2 separate regions of the Mus musculus genome follow, and region 1 is linked to region 2. A link is a contact called in public Hi-C data. All regions are on one chromosome and are shown on one strand. The core of a region is the stretch at or near the end of the contact, and the rest is flanking DNA. Distances in the headings are between cores, read along the strand shown.

Region 1 (7,072 bases), core at 3,270-5,769, 72 kb before region 2:
ATAAATTAATAAATAAATAAATGAATAAATAAATGAATAAATAAATAAATAAATGTTAAAAATAAAATTCAGAGTTCTTTGATAAGTTTAGGATTACTCAGTTCACTTGTATAACTTGGCTTTTGGTTTGTTGTTGTCTGGTAAGTTGGGTTTTGTTTGTTCATTTTTTGGTTCTTTATAATTTTCAGGGACTTACCTCTGTTTCATGTAAAACTGTCAAATTTATGTGGGAGAGTTGCTTAGGGTGTTTCCTTATCTTGCTAGCATCTTTTCAAGTTTTAAAATATTAATGATGTCTCTTCTCTTTCTAGAATCCTGTTTTCTCTCTCTTTCTCTCTCTCTCTTTCTCCCTCCCTCCCTCCCTCCCTCCCTCCCTCCCTCCCTCCCTCCCTCCCTCCCTCCCTCCCTCCCTCTCTCCTTCCCTTCCTCTTCTCCCGGCTTACTGAACTCAGTGTTGTTTACTGGAGAACCAACATTTTGTCTTATGAATATTCTTTCTCATTCATTGTATCTTCCTTCTACTTGCTCTGGGCTCAGTTTTCCTCCTTTCTCTACTTCCATAAGGTGGAGTTTAAGCTGTTTATTTTTCCATTTTTCTTCGGCTCTAGTGAGAGTATTTATCGCTATTGATTTACTTTTATTTAAAGTTTATGGATATTTTTGCCTATGTCTATGCATGTGGCCCCTTGTGCACGCAGTACCCGAGGAGGCCAGAAAAAGGTGTGAGAGTACCTGGAACAGGAGTGACAGGTGAACACTGGGGACAGACCTCAGATCTGCTGTAAGAGCAGTAAATGCTTGTAACCTCTGAGCCATCTCTCCAACCCCTCAACTGATTTTTTAAAAAGCCATTATGATTTAATATCATTATCAGTTTTATTAACTGTACCACCATAGGATAGCTTTCTACTTGCTCTGTTCTTGGTGCTTGCCTCATTGCCTCTTGTTCCCCCTAGCTCCCCCTCCCTTGCCTTCTCTGGAAGACTTACCAGGACTTCCTTTTAATTTGCCTAAGGAGCAAGTGGCCATTACCTCTCCATAAAAGCGTTTTTATGATTTCTTCGGGGATTAAAATACACTCAACTTTTTCAGTCTAATTAGAAATTACAATCACCCCTCTAAGAGGAACATAGAAGACATGCTGGGCATGCGGCAGACCCTTAGCTCCGGCCTCGCCATGGCAGTCAGCCTTTATGTTGCAAACACTGAACACTTACAGGGACTGCCGTAAGTTTTAAATTCAACTGTGTTCATATCTTAAAGAACCAAATGCTCGCTGTTTCCATTCTTAATTGCACCAGACTCCCCTCTGATGACACATTTCTTCTTTGGAAAAAAAAATTTTTTTCTAGCATTGGAGTGAGGAACACAGATGGGAACCGGTATTTAAGACCAAAGTCACAGTTGATGTCAATAAGATACCACAACTGTGCAAACAAACAAACAAACAAACAAACAAAAGCATACCACAGTCTCGATTCAAACAGTGAAATAGAACCCCAGTTGTTAAAGCAGATCTTCTGAAAGATCAAATTCAGTTTTCTTACATGAAGAACTGTTAGTTCATTCGTGATGGGCAGATATGTGCTGGGCGTAGAATACATTCCATTGGCTATGAGTCCAGGCTTAACTGTCCATTCCTTGAGGATTTTGGACTGGCATATCACTCCCTCCCAGCTCCTGTGGCCCCAGTGAGCTATCCTTGCTCATCCGAGCTCTCATGAGGCATGTCATTTTTCCCTGGTCGCTGTCAGGACTATTCTTTGTCTTTAGTTTTTTATTTCATTTAATTATCTTGTATTTTTGACATGGATTTCTTTCCTTGTTTATTCTGTTTGGGGTTCACTAAGTTTCTCGAAATAATAAAATATGTCTGAGGACCACATTTGGGGCAAGCCATATTTTTTATCTCTGCATAATTTCTGCTGGGCTCTTTTTTGCTGTCTTCCTGGAGGTCTGAGGACTTGAACGGACGTTGGAGCTTTTTCTATGTCAAGTTCTTTGAGGCTTTATTCATTTATACAATTGTGTTGTTTCTGGCTGATGACATGATTTCCAGCATCAATGTATTCTTAAAAGGAATTAGTTTACTAATTCCTTTGCCATAGTCCCAGGGTGGGGCTCAAGAGATGACTCTGTGGCCAAAAACACAGGCTTCACAAGCCTGATTGATCTGGGTTCAATCCCTAGAAGCTACTTAAAGGTGGGCAAATGCCACAAAGCTGTCCCCTGGCCTCCACGTGTATGCCCTGCATAATAATAAATAATGGTAATTAAAAATATGAACTCTAATAGTTGACCCAGAATTAGTAGTGGCAGAGGAGGAGCAGAATTTTCTCCACTCTCTCTGAACGGTGGAAAATTCCTTTTCTAGACTCAAGAGGCAGAAATCTGGAGTTTCTTCTGGACCCCTTCCTGATCCAGCTGGTGTGCACTTCCTGTTTGTGGCTGTGCAAATCCATATCTGTAGCTGTCTTTTGGCCCATGCTGATGGCACTTGCAGGGAAGCATCTAACCCAGGTCCTCACTAGCAAGCTGATGGTAACAGGATGGACTTGCTGATAAGAAAACCTCCCTCGAGATAGAACGCATGGCTTCAGGCACTCGGGAGAACTGTTCCCTTGAGCTGTCCACCAACAGGACTTTTCACAATCCTTTCAGGCACAAACATGACAAGCTCTCTGGCTACCGAGGATGTACGCTCAGGGCTCAGTGTCCATGAGGATCAAATCACAATTGAAGGGTGATGTGTATGTGTGATGTTGGGCACTTTCCTCCTTTAATATTGTTTGGCTCTCTTCATCTTCTTCCTTCCTTGGTGCTTTGGTAAGAAATGTCCCAAATAGTCAGTTGGTAAAGTGTTTTCTGCCTCAGTATAAGGCCCTGAGTTCAGACCCCCAAGACCCATGTAAAAATATGTGGGGCAAGATGGCTGCATTTATCAACCTAACTGTGACAAGGGTACAGGAACACTCCTGGAGCTTTCTGATCAGATCATTTCACCAAATTGATGAGCTCCAGGTACAGTGGCAGACCCTGTCCTAAAGAATCAAGATGGAGAACTGTGGAAAAAGACATCCAGTATTCATCCCTGGACACTACATGTCTACACCACATGTGCACACACATGAACAGGTACACATACACAAGCAACAGACACACACCTCTCTACACACACACAGAGGGAGAAGAAAAGTCAGAAGTAGACTAAATAAATCAGTGTTGTCTGTTTCACCTAAGAGTGATCCATCTGTTGCCTTCAGCCTCAAGGTGTCTTGTGGAAAATGAGGTTCTGGGTATGAAGTTCAAGACCTTGCCCAGGCTCTTTCAAGACAGAGAGCACTCTACCGCCAAGCTCCATCTCCATCCCTCGAATTCCTTAAAGTATCATTTTGCAAACACTTAAAACCTCAGGTCATACATTAAGAATACATTCCATCATCATAATTTCATGAAGATACCTTGAGAGACTCCAGTATCATCATATCACAGATGAAAATACAGATTGGGGGTGTTGTAGTTTATGTGAACCTTCAGGAATACTACGGTAAGCAAAATGGTGGGAGCCCTGCCCCCGAGGACGCCCTCATGCTGAAACCTGTGCATGTTTAATGCAAAAGGACTTTGGAGGGTGTTATTAATGGCAAAGTGTAAGGTGTTCTGGGTTATCCAAGTAAGTTCAAGATAATCACAGGGCTCTTTTCAGAAGGAAAAAGGAGGGCGAGAGCCAGTGTAAGAGGCAATACTACAGACTCACAGTCAGAGATCTGGAGGCTACATTGTTTTGGAAATATATACCATTGTCCAAGCTATACTTAAACCTCTATAAGCTGGGAGAGATGAGAAACAGGCATTTCTTCCAACATGAAGAAAGACACAGTACCTTCCTGCACCCCCAGTACCTTCATTTGAGCATGCTATGACCTGTTTTGGATTTCTGTGCCCCAGAGCTGAAGACACTAAATTTGCATTGTTTTACAGGTGATGCAGGGCTGACTAAGGCCAAAGGATGGTAGGTGTAATCCTGATCAGGAGAGGAGAGCAATTAAGACAGGTGAAATGGTGAGAAATGATGTTTCCATGGCCTCCTTTTTCTCAGACCAATATCCTGTTAACTGTTGCTCTGATCGCTCCTCTTTTTCTTAAGCAACAATCATCTCCCCATTAGAATTCCATAGACACAGGAATGAAGTCATTTTACTGCACGTTTATTTAATCATTGAAGGTGTGTGTAAGGAAGTGGGCAAGTGGAACTCAGAGGTCAGTTTTCTCCTCCCATCTTGTGAGTCTTTGAGAAGTGAACTCATTAGTGTTGACATCAAGTGTCTTTACCCACTGGGCCATCCTGCCAGCCTCCATTAGTCCTTCTTAATCATGGAATTCTGGCTTCTACCCCATTTAATGGGACTACTTGACAGTGTGCTGCATAGTAACTCTCTTAGTCACAGGTTGCTCTGACTGTTACTTAGGAACACCATGGAATCGTACCCACTGGAAGTACTCCAAGCTCCAAACTCCAAATTCTGAGTCATCTGCTTGGGTTATAAAGTCAACAGTCACAGACTGGCCTTGCATCACTGGACCCAAACCTTTGACCTAACTTTCCCGTCTAAGGTGAAGAGAAAATGACAAAGCAGTTAGCTTTAACCCAGCTTATCTGTTTGGCATTGCTGCAAGAGAGCACTTGAGACTTGGTTACTTAACATAAAGAGAACAGCACTTGGCTCAGAGCTCCAGGAGTCCGAGACATACACGACTGAAGTGTCCCTTCAAGCTAGGTCCTTCTGCTTTTTAAAACATTGCAGGATACAATACATCATGAGAGGACACACCTAAGAGAGGAGGAGAACTAAGCCTGGTTCGTAACAAACCCACTGTCATGCTAACGAATCCACTCCCAGGATGGCGAGTCTACTTGTGAGCAAAGAATCCTTATGACCTGGCTATCGGTTAGCCACTTGGTGAAGATCCTGCCAACTAAAATCTAACAGGGAAGCTTAAGATTCCAGTAAAGAGCAGGGAGTAGAGTGTTTCTGAACAGCACAGAGCTATGAGGCAGAGGTACCTATCAACAGAATTAGAGAGCGATCCAGGCAGACACTAGAAGATAAACTCGTTTATCTTCTCACATCTGCCAAGTCATGAAGGGCAGCTGTGTGGCATATCTTCTGTCCAACTTGCTTCCCAATGGCTCGTTCTGCCTTGAGTATAGCAGCTATAAGAGATGGGGGCAATGGTGGAACTAGAGGAAACTCCAAGTGCGAGTGGTTCTATTGGCATTAAGAAAGTGACACCAGATTTTTCTTCATACAGAGGACAGTGGGTCACCAAGTGCTGTAGACCCAGTGAGAAGATCACTGTTGACTCCATAGGAATTCTCGACATGGCTTCTACCTTTTGAGTGTGCAATGCTTTTTGTGTTAAATCATCTTTTTTTCCTACTTTAGGAAATAGAACCAGATTATAACTCACTCCACAGAATTCATATTGCTTCTGCTTGCACCCCCCCCCCTTGCACTTTTAGCATTAAAACTCCTAGGAATTAGGACACAACTCTTCCTGACCCAAATATGAGTGGTTTGGTTTCTGACAGTGGACAGAAGTTTAACAGGAAGAGGACGAGCAAAAACAGAAGGCAGGTTGGTTCCAAGAAGAAAGGCTTAATGAACGGGGTGCTCTTAGAACTGACTTTCAATGTGACAAGGATTTTCTTCAAGCTCCTCCCCCCACTTCAATGCCCCCATCACTCTTGATTCTCTCTGTGCCTTTAGTTTGCATTACTGTACAGCGTTTACAGTGTGCCATGCCCACTCTACATATTTTATGTAAAGATAGCCCCTAACTTAATAATGGGTAGGCCCACAATTTTCCCACTTCCCGAAGGAAGAGAAACACTACATCATTAAGCTATGACTTCTGCTTTTTCATGTAAAAGACACATTTTCAATTTAGAAGCTTGATAGGAAGAGAGCCCCCATTTTAACCTGGGGTATGAAGCCATAAATAATCCCATAGAATGTATACTGTTATTTTGCATGTTTTAAAAGTTATTACACCATACCACACTGGTCACAATGTCAAGTTAAAGGTAAAGTCACCATTGCAACCCTGGCATTCTGGCTTCAGGTTGTGTGCCCTTGACTACCATACTGTGGCTCTATGGGGACTTGAGGTAAGGATCCGGGGAGATTGTCACATCTATGTCCCTTCAAGGTTAGATTCATTTCACGTGTTAGTAATTTCAGCTCTTTTGGTAATTTCCTCTCTTCTCAGAGGTGTCTTGCCATACATATGTGTTTATCTGAGTTCTGCTTTTAGAGTGGGTGAGGTACAGAACTAGAACATGGAGCCTTGTGTGTTATAAGCAAGCACCCCACCCCCAAACTACATCTCAGCCCAGAAGACCCTACCACTTTTGTTTGTTTGAGACAGGGTTTCTATGTGTATGTAGCCCTGGCTGTCTTGGAACTTGCTCTATAGACCAGGCTGACTTGGATATCTGCTTGCCTCTACCTCTGCCTCCCAGGTGCTGAGATTAAAAATGTGCACCACCACTGCCCGGCAAGACCCCACTCTTAGAAAAGCAACATTGCTAATGTGCACATCATCTCTCATGTTCTCTCTCCCTTCCTTTCACCACCAAACCTCCTAGAAAATTACTCTGCCCTCTTTCTGTCCTGGTCACCGGATTGCTCTGCAATCTGGCCTGCTTCAGATCTCTACCATAGTTACAGCTTCACGATCAACCTCAACTGTGATTTTCAGCTGTTCTTTTGCCTCTTCCTCCGTGGCATTTGACTATGAGCCAGGACTCCTTTGAAATCCCCACCCCTTTGACAATATGACATATCACTCTCCTTTCCCATGGTCCTTGCCCCCTTACAACTCTATGTCATCTCCTGGGATTGATAACCTCATGATATGTGTTCCCTTGCCCACAAGTGGGAATGTTACAAGAGCCTGTCTTTGGCTGTTTCTTCTTCTTTGCTTTGCCTGCTACCCTAGATGATCTTGCCTCCACCCACAACTTAAATTATTACCTCTCTTTTTATCTTTGTTTCCAGGGCCAGCC
Region 2 (7,510 bases), core at 4,455-6,954:
TTAAGTTGCAGGTTTCAAATATTGACTAAGGTAGGAGAGTAGAGGGCAGGGGAAGGCAGGAAAGGGAAGGTTACCTGATGGTTAAAGAAATGGCTATAGGCTTTTCCTCCCAGCCACAGAAGGGCTCAAACAATTATTCCTTAACATATGATCTTATATTAAGGTGTATATTTTGTACTAAATTGTTTAAGGCCCAAGTATCTATCTATCTATCTATCTATCTATCTATCTATCTATCTATCTATCTATCTATCTATCTATCCCATCCATCCATCTATCATCTATCCATTCATCTGTCCATCTGTCTGTCTATCTATCATTCTATCTATCTATCTATCTATCTATCTATCTATCTATCTATCTATCTATCTATCTACCATCCATCCATCACATACACACAGCTGTCCATCTGTTTCTCGCTTCTTCCATGCATCCATCCCTTTCAGCTACTTAGCTTTTCAGAGACGGGATTTGATCAGGGACTTTAGTAGTCAGCATCAGGAGGTGACACACCCTTGTCTAGAAAATTCAAAACACATTTGAGTTGCTCTTAATTGACAGGAGCATGAGGTCAGCTTTGCTAACTGAAGCCGTGTGTCCTCAGCTTGGCTGAGAACCAACAGGCAGAAGCCAAGACGACCACAGCTCCCTTTCTCTTCCTGTTTGATTTAGCAGCATCTTCGGTGAGTCTGTCCTTCACTGTCACCTCCCACACTCCATAACCAGCCACTTGGACTGTTCCAGCTCCAGGACAGAGCGAGGAAAGAACCAGGCTTTCTACCCATGTTGTAACAGGAAGGGAAAGGCTTATGCTTCAAATTCTCCCTATGCTTTTTTTCTGCCTAGCTTTCCAAAATCCCAAAGATCAACCACGTAGCGACCATGTTGACAGTGCTGGCAGCATTTCTGTAGAACTCTTGAACACAGGCTCCTTTGGGGTGAAGCTCTTTGGCTCTGTAATCTCTATTTTATAGATGAAAAATTGGGACATGGAGAAATGGGTCATTTTCCCCATGTCTCAAGGTTAGGAAGTGACACACCTGCCCATCAGCTTCAAAGCTCTTAACTGTGAATAATAATAATAATAATAGTAATAATAATAATAATAATAACAATAACAATAAAAAAATGTGGAAAACAAGGGTCTGCTCAAGCCCCCACATGAGTGGGGACTAAACACAGGTTATTGAGTGGAGTCCTTTCCTAACAGGACTGTGGCACCTCCCAGAAATATGCCTCAAAGAGACAGAATTAGGAACTATACCAGGGTGGAAGGACTTTGATTTTCTATTTATTTATTTATTTATTTATTTATTTATTTATTTATTCATTTATTATAAGTATACTGTACCTGTCTTCAGACACACCAGAAGAGGGTACCAGATCACATTACAGATGGTTATGAGCCACCATGTGGTTGCTGGGATTTGAACTCAGGACCTCTGTAAGAGCAGTCAGTGCTCTTCACCACTGAGCCATCTCTTCGGCCCCCAGACTTAGTCTCTCCAATCCTGTCTTGATAGAATTTAACTAATGGTCAACAGATATGTTTGTGTTAGTAGGAAGTATTCAGAGAAGACCAAGATGCTTGGCTATTCACCTCTTGGTGGAGAAGGGCCTGGACTAGCCAGATGGAGATAAGACAGTACCATGGCCTGAAGTCTCATGACTTATGAGCTACCTGGATGCAGAGGTTTATCTGTGAAAGAATTAGGAGGCCGTGATGATAGAAGGCAAGAAGAGCAGAGGAAGCAAATGTTGTCATGGTCGAAGCATTGGAAAGTAAGAAGATAATAAAGGTATATACTAGAGTGACCCAGGACCCAGGGCCAAAGAGAAGGGATTCTAGTTGAAGGCCATTAAGACTCAGGCTCACTACTGATGGAGAGCTAACTGGCAATAGCCAAAATTAGAAGTGACAAGGAACAGCTCCTTCCGGGGGTATAAGATAGACGCATAAGTCTCGGACCAGGTGTGCTGACACCTCCCCAACACCCTCTAGCCTCCCAAAGGGCCTCTCGTTGGCCAAACTCAAATGGCATCCAGTCAGCAAGCCAGGGGATGTTGTCAGTATGAAACAGGAACATGTCTTGGGAGCAGAATAAGGTGAGAACTTGGGCGAGGAGAAACCAACCATGAGAGAGAGTCAATCCTTCCAGACTCCAAAGCCAGAGGGGATGTGGAACCTTCCCTGGAACAGTCTGAGGAAATGAAGAACAGAAGAAATGAAGAAAAGGGAAGAGGGTTGCTCCCCTAGGCTTGGTAGCATTCGCCAAGCCGTTGCTATAGGTGGCATGCTGGTCTCTTACAAGTGAGCCTACGCTTCCTGAGTCGTGCCACACTCCATGAGGCAAAAGTTCAAGGACACGAATCTTTGCCTCTCTACATTGTCCCAGTGAAGGTGCCTGGCTTAGTTCTATTTTTTTAAAGTTAACATCATTTCCTGAATGTCATGGGGGAACATTCATTCACAGAGAGAGAGAGAGAGAGAGAGAGAGAGAGAGAGAGAGAGAGAGAGAGAGAGTAAAAGGCACTTACCTTGTGATTGCTGTGTGCTCAACTTACTAGCTAAGAGGTCAGCACGGGGCTCCGACTGCAGAAATCCTGCCCATTTTCCTCTTGAAATGTTCAACTCTATTATTTGCGAGTTGCTTAAAAGCTACCATTTCGGTTTTCAAAATGACAGTGATATTTATTTTCTGGTTAAAGAGCGGGAGGGGCGGGGGTGGACAACTCCCCAGGCTGTAGTTTAATGTTTTGAACCTTTTCCTCAAGGGTCACATACCAATGCAAACCTGCACCTCTGGACTTGAAACCTTATCCAGCAAGGTAACTCCTTGCAAAAAGAATCAAATCTGGGTCTCTAAGACTGAGGGACAGGAGCCTAGGAGATAGGCGGCATCTGGGACAGTCTCCCTGGAAAGGCTTGATGTCCAGTTGCAGTATATCCAAGAGAAGAAGCAATCTGAAGGGCGCTGTACTCATGAAGGGGTCTGGCAGCTTTTCTCTGCTCTCTGCGGAATGCCTTTACTAATTCTGTGGTTTCAAAGGACAGGACTGAAACCAGTCATCAGAGAAAAACTACTTGTCCCAGACAGCGAAAACGAGCATTAATCCCTCTGTTGCCCCATGGCCGGGCTCAATGCTTGCTACTGGGACACCCAAGACATTTGTCTAACAATTAGTAATGGGGTAATGCTGACCATTTTCAGGGTACCAGCCCTTAATAGCATGTCCAAGAAGCCAGAAGTTGGAATTCTCTTGATCACAAAAGGGAAGTTACTTCTGTGTAGCAGACAACATTGAATCTGCTCTATGTATGTGGGGTGAGATGGGGTGAGGTGCTGTTCTAGATCTGGTGTTACTCAGATAGACACTAGTCTTGGTTGAGGGGGAGATGGTTGGGGGAAAGAGGAAGTTAGGAGCTGAGGAGCTGGGAGCCAGCTTTCGTGAGGCAAAAGGTATTTCTGGAAGATTGTACCTAAGGAAAGCGCCAATGGGATTACTTAGATGTTGAATTTTTAAGCAGCAAAACAAAATCAATTGCTTCAAGCTTCTATAGGTAGTAGGTAAGAAAACAGATCCGTCTTTTCAGTCCTGGCAATGTTAAGGTATGCCTGTGATCACACCATCCACCGCCATGCGAACACCTTTAAACATCCCCTGGATTCCACAGTTAATTAAAGAGCGCAGTCCTATTGCTCATTTCATCTGGTCTATAGCTATGAGTCAATGTATGGAGTTTACACGCCAGCTTGGGTTAATCTTCGAGCCTTCATTTTAGCAGGGAAAATTTTCCAGTTTCTCTTCCTGCTTGGGGTCCTAGCTCTTTAAATTCTATCCTTATTGGCAAGCTGTTGTCATGGAGAAAAATAACGTTAAGTAGCTCTTTGGAAGGCTTTGAGATGCTGTTCCTTGCTATTTAAAGATACCCAGTAAAGCAAAAAGCACACACCACTTCCATATAAGGCTCTGCCACTCCAAGGCTAGAGTGTCCCTGGGGCTTGGTTCTGTGTTCTCATAGCAGTGTAAGGCTTGCCCCCATGCGTCTGAGAATCCTATTTACTAAGTATGTCTATCCAGCCCGGGAAGGCAAGAGAAATATGGGGGTGAGGGAGCACTCTGTCATCTGGACGAGCCCACTGGGCTCCATGGTGATGCTGAAGCAAAGCCTAGCTCAGTCTTAGACTGATCTGCTTCTCCCCTCACCTGGAAGGCTGGCTGCCATGTGTCTTTAAACTAAGTGGATAATAATCCATTTCCTTGTGACCTAGTCATCAAACCTTTAAACTTTCTCCCGTTCTATTTGCAAGCAATTTGCAGGACACACAAAGTACACTTAGCCTCTGGCTGACACCAGACATGGGCATATAATAAGAGAAGACAGAGGAAGCAGGTGGGCTTCCAGCAAGATGGAGAATGGGTGATTCTTAACTATGGCTGACCAAGCTTAGAAAGGAACTGCTTTTAAAACTTACAAACCCCAAGCTATTGTGCCTGGCTCAGAAACTCTAAGAAGAGGCTCTAAGAAGTGGCAAGACTTTGTGCTATGGACAAGACTAGACTCTATAGGACCTCTAACATCTTTGTTTTCTCATCTGTACAATGGGAAGAGAGTACAGAGGGCACTTGACCAACTTCTCTACTGGTTTGGCTACTTAAAGTATATGTGTGTGTGTGTGTATGTGTGTGTGTGTGTGTGTGTGTGTGTGTGTGTGTGTGTGTATGTGTGTGTGTGATTTAGATAACAACAAACACACAAAGTCAGAGAACTTGGACAATGTGGGAGCAAAGAAATCACAATGGATATGGAATGAAACGAAGCAGTATTAGTAGCAGTACCTTCTTATTGGAGTTGTCGTCATGATGGTATAAGACAGAGTAAGCAGAGCAATGAGCACAGCTCAATGATTACAACAAGAACAATTTTCCCTATGGGTGGTGTCTTTGTTACTTTTCCCATTGCTGGGACAGAACATCCCGAGTAAAGCAACTTAAGGAAGGGAGGGTTTATTTTGGCGCATAGTTCCAAGATGTAGTTCATCCGGATGGAAAAGGTATGTGGCAGAAGCCGGAGGCATCCACAGTCATAAGGAAGAGAGTGATGAATGCTGGCTTTCTCCTTTGTATGTAATCCAGGACGCAGACCTATGGAATGATGCCACCCACGGTGGGCGGATCCTTCCACCCCAGTTAACCTGATATAGAAAATCCCTCACAGATGTGTCTAAGGTTTTGTCTGCCAGGTGCTTCGAGATGTCATCCCATTGACAATAGAGATTAGCTATCCCAGGTGTCAAGGAGATGGAGGAATTCTCTCTGGGGCAGAGCTTTGAGCCGGTGTGCACAAGTTGTGAGGGGTATGACGTGTTGGGTGCCGAGGGAGCAACTGGCTTGCTTGTTGGGAAAACAGAGATAAGTCTGATTTGCTGTGTTTGCTATGATGAGGTCAGACTATTCAATGGTGTTGTGCAAATTCTTGAGCTTCTTGCAGCCAAACAGATCACTTCCTAGGTATAGCATGCTGGTAAGATGTTCGTCCAACTCTAGTTACTGTAGCCAGCGTTTTCCTCCTTCCTACACAGAGAATCCATCTGTGTCCCAGTACAGAGTCAGTCTGCCTTTGCCACAGAGGGTCGGACACAGCCTAGCTGATCTCTGCAAAAAAGGCGAGCACATTTCTTCATGGAATTGGGGCTGCTGCCAGTATGAGACGACTCAGCCTTGCCTTTGTGTCAAAGGAGCCAGGTTCCTGCCAAGAAGAGACTCTGGGAGCAATCTGTGCCCAGAGAAGACAAGGGACATGCAAGTGTAGAAAGCCAGCTAAATCTTTATTAACTTGTAAAACAATCCATGATGCCAAGGTCTTGGGAAGGGGCATACACAGAGAGCATCAGAGAAAAGTAGCCAGAGATACTCCAAGGGTTGGAACCCGAACTGATTTGCCTTTGTGTCTAAGTACCCAAACCTTTTAGGATAAACATTAGTCTTGGTTTCTGTTTAGTTACTTGATACCAGTCAGTTTTTAAAAGGTTTGTCTTCTTTATTATCCAAGAAAATATTTTCCCTACTTAAGATTATTTTTTCTTTTTATTAAAGTGAAACAGCTTGTTTCCTCAAAGAAATGTGTTTGCGTAAAAAGGCATGATGTCAGAGACTGAATCACGGATATTATTTTCCACCTAACATATATGAAATGTAGGCTTTGCAAGGTACAAGGCAGAAGTTCAGAAGTATATAGAACTGTGGATTCCTGGGCACTTGAAAAGGTTCAGACTCATCGTCTTGGAGCAGGGACTGGGAACCTGGTTTTAGCAGAGGTCTTATCCTTGTGCAAGCTTCAGTCCACGCTTAGAATCCCTAGTATCCATGAGTAAAGCAACGTTTCTATCCCAAGGGATCCACAATTCTCTGCATCCTAACTGTGGAGAAGCTGGGTGTACTTCCCGACTTCCGACTTCCGACTTCCTGCTTCCTGCTTCCTGCTTCCTCTCTCCTCCCTCGTATTTATGAGTCGTGTATACAGTCTGTGCGAGACGCTTAACTGACAGGTAGACACACGAAAAGGAAGATGTCTGCCCTCTGAGAACATGTCCGTGGAGATCATCACCATCACTGAAGGTAGCTGAAGGTCACCTCTGGTGGATGTGCATTCTGTGCGACGGAGCCAGGTCTCTTCAGGTCCCCATCTGGATTCCACTGTCCTCTAGATCAGTCAATGAGTTTAGTTACAAGAATTCCTTTTGGTGGGGGACACAAAAGGGAGACAGAGACAGAGAGACAGAGAGCACTTTTCTAACAACACAGGACAGAGTTCTGAAGGGTCAAAATTCAAAATGAGACACCGTTTTCGATCCACTGTAATATCTATATTGAGTTGGATAAAACATACTCAGGTTTCAGGACAGTAGATGAACTTATCAATGGCAAAAATAATAAAAGCATTAAGTAAATGGCATGAGCTGTAAGAAGCGGGAACATGGCTGTTCAAGCTCATTCAAAGTGCATCAATGGAAGTAGCCAGGAGAGATGAAATTGCTTGAGCCGATTCATTGTCGGCCCACGCCCTCTAGTGGTGAAAAGGAGACTTACCACGGCTCTGCATTGAGGGCATTTCCAAAGTAAGCAAAGTCAAGTGCTATATAAGCTTTCTATGGCTCCTAATCCCACAAGCTGTGCACAGAACACGCTGCTACATGTACATACTAACAAACACACATGATGAATGCTAGCCTACAAATACCCACAAATGCACACGTCGTAATCTAACCACATACTAACATCGAACAAGCCCATACTAACACATACACATGAACACACATAGGAACATACTAACAAGAAGGAACACACATACTAAAATTCAAAGAACACACCCATACTAACACATGCTAACATACAACACCTGTTCACACACTAACATACACACAAATACACTCATTAATTAAAAACATGCTAATATACATAATAACACTAACATGCCCACACATATAACACTAACATGCATACTAAT

The links. A called contact is a pair of places that touch in the nucleus more often than the background predicts.
Region 1: a Hi-C map of 3T3-L1-derived adipocytes shows a contact between it and region 2, with 6 times the contacts expected there. The contact joins the promoter of 4930543I11Rik here to the enhancer-like site in region 2. A contact is called at or near these places in 1 of 15 datasets of contacts at CTCF or cohesin (the NIH/3T3 cell line), 15 of 484 Hi-C or Micro-C datasets (3T3-L1-derived adipocytes, B cells, the C2C12 cell line and 10 more) and 1 of 115 datasets of contacts at active chromatin or transcription factors (heart atrium).

The regions. Positions count from the first base shown.
Region 1 is chr10:67,781,224-67,788,295 of GRCm38.p6, forward strand. 4930543I11Rik (a long non-coding RNA gene) reads left to right here and starts at 4,520. Exons shown (of 3, transcript XR_380531.4): 1 at 4,520-5,639; 2 at 7,065-7,072.
Region 2 is chr10:67,852,002-67,859,511 of GRCm38.p6, forward strand. No RefSeq gene overlaps it. Among named protein-coding and RNA genes, the nearest start is that of Zfp365, 57 kb to the right of the region's middle. Within about 2 kb of position 5,705, at least 20 of the 459 cell types and tissues checked have an H3K27ac peak or open chromatin away from gene starts, as enhancers often do. A contact at or near this core is called in 3T3-L1-derived adipocytes and brown adipocytes, where this site is marked.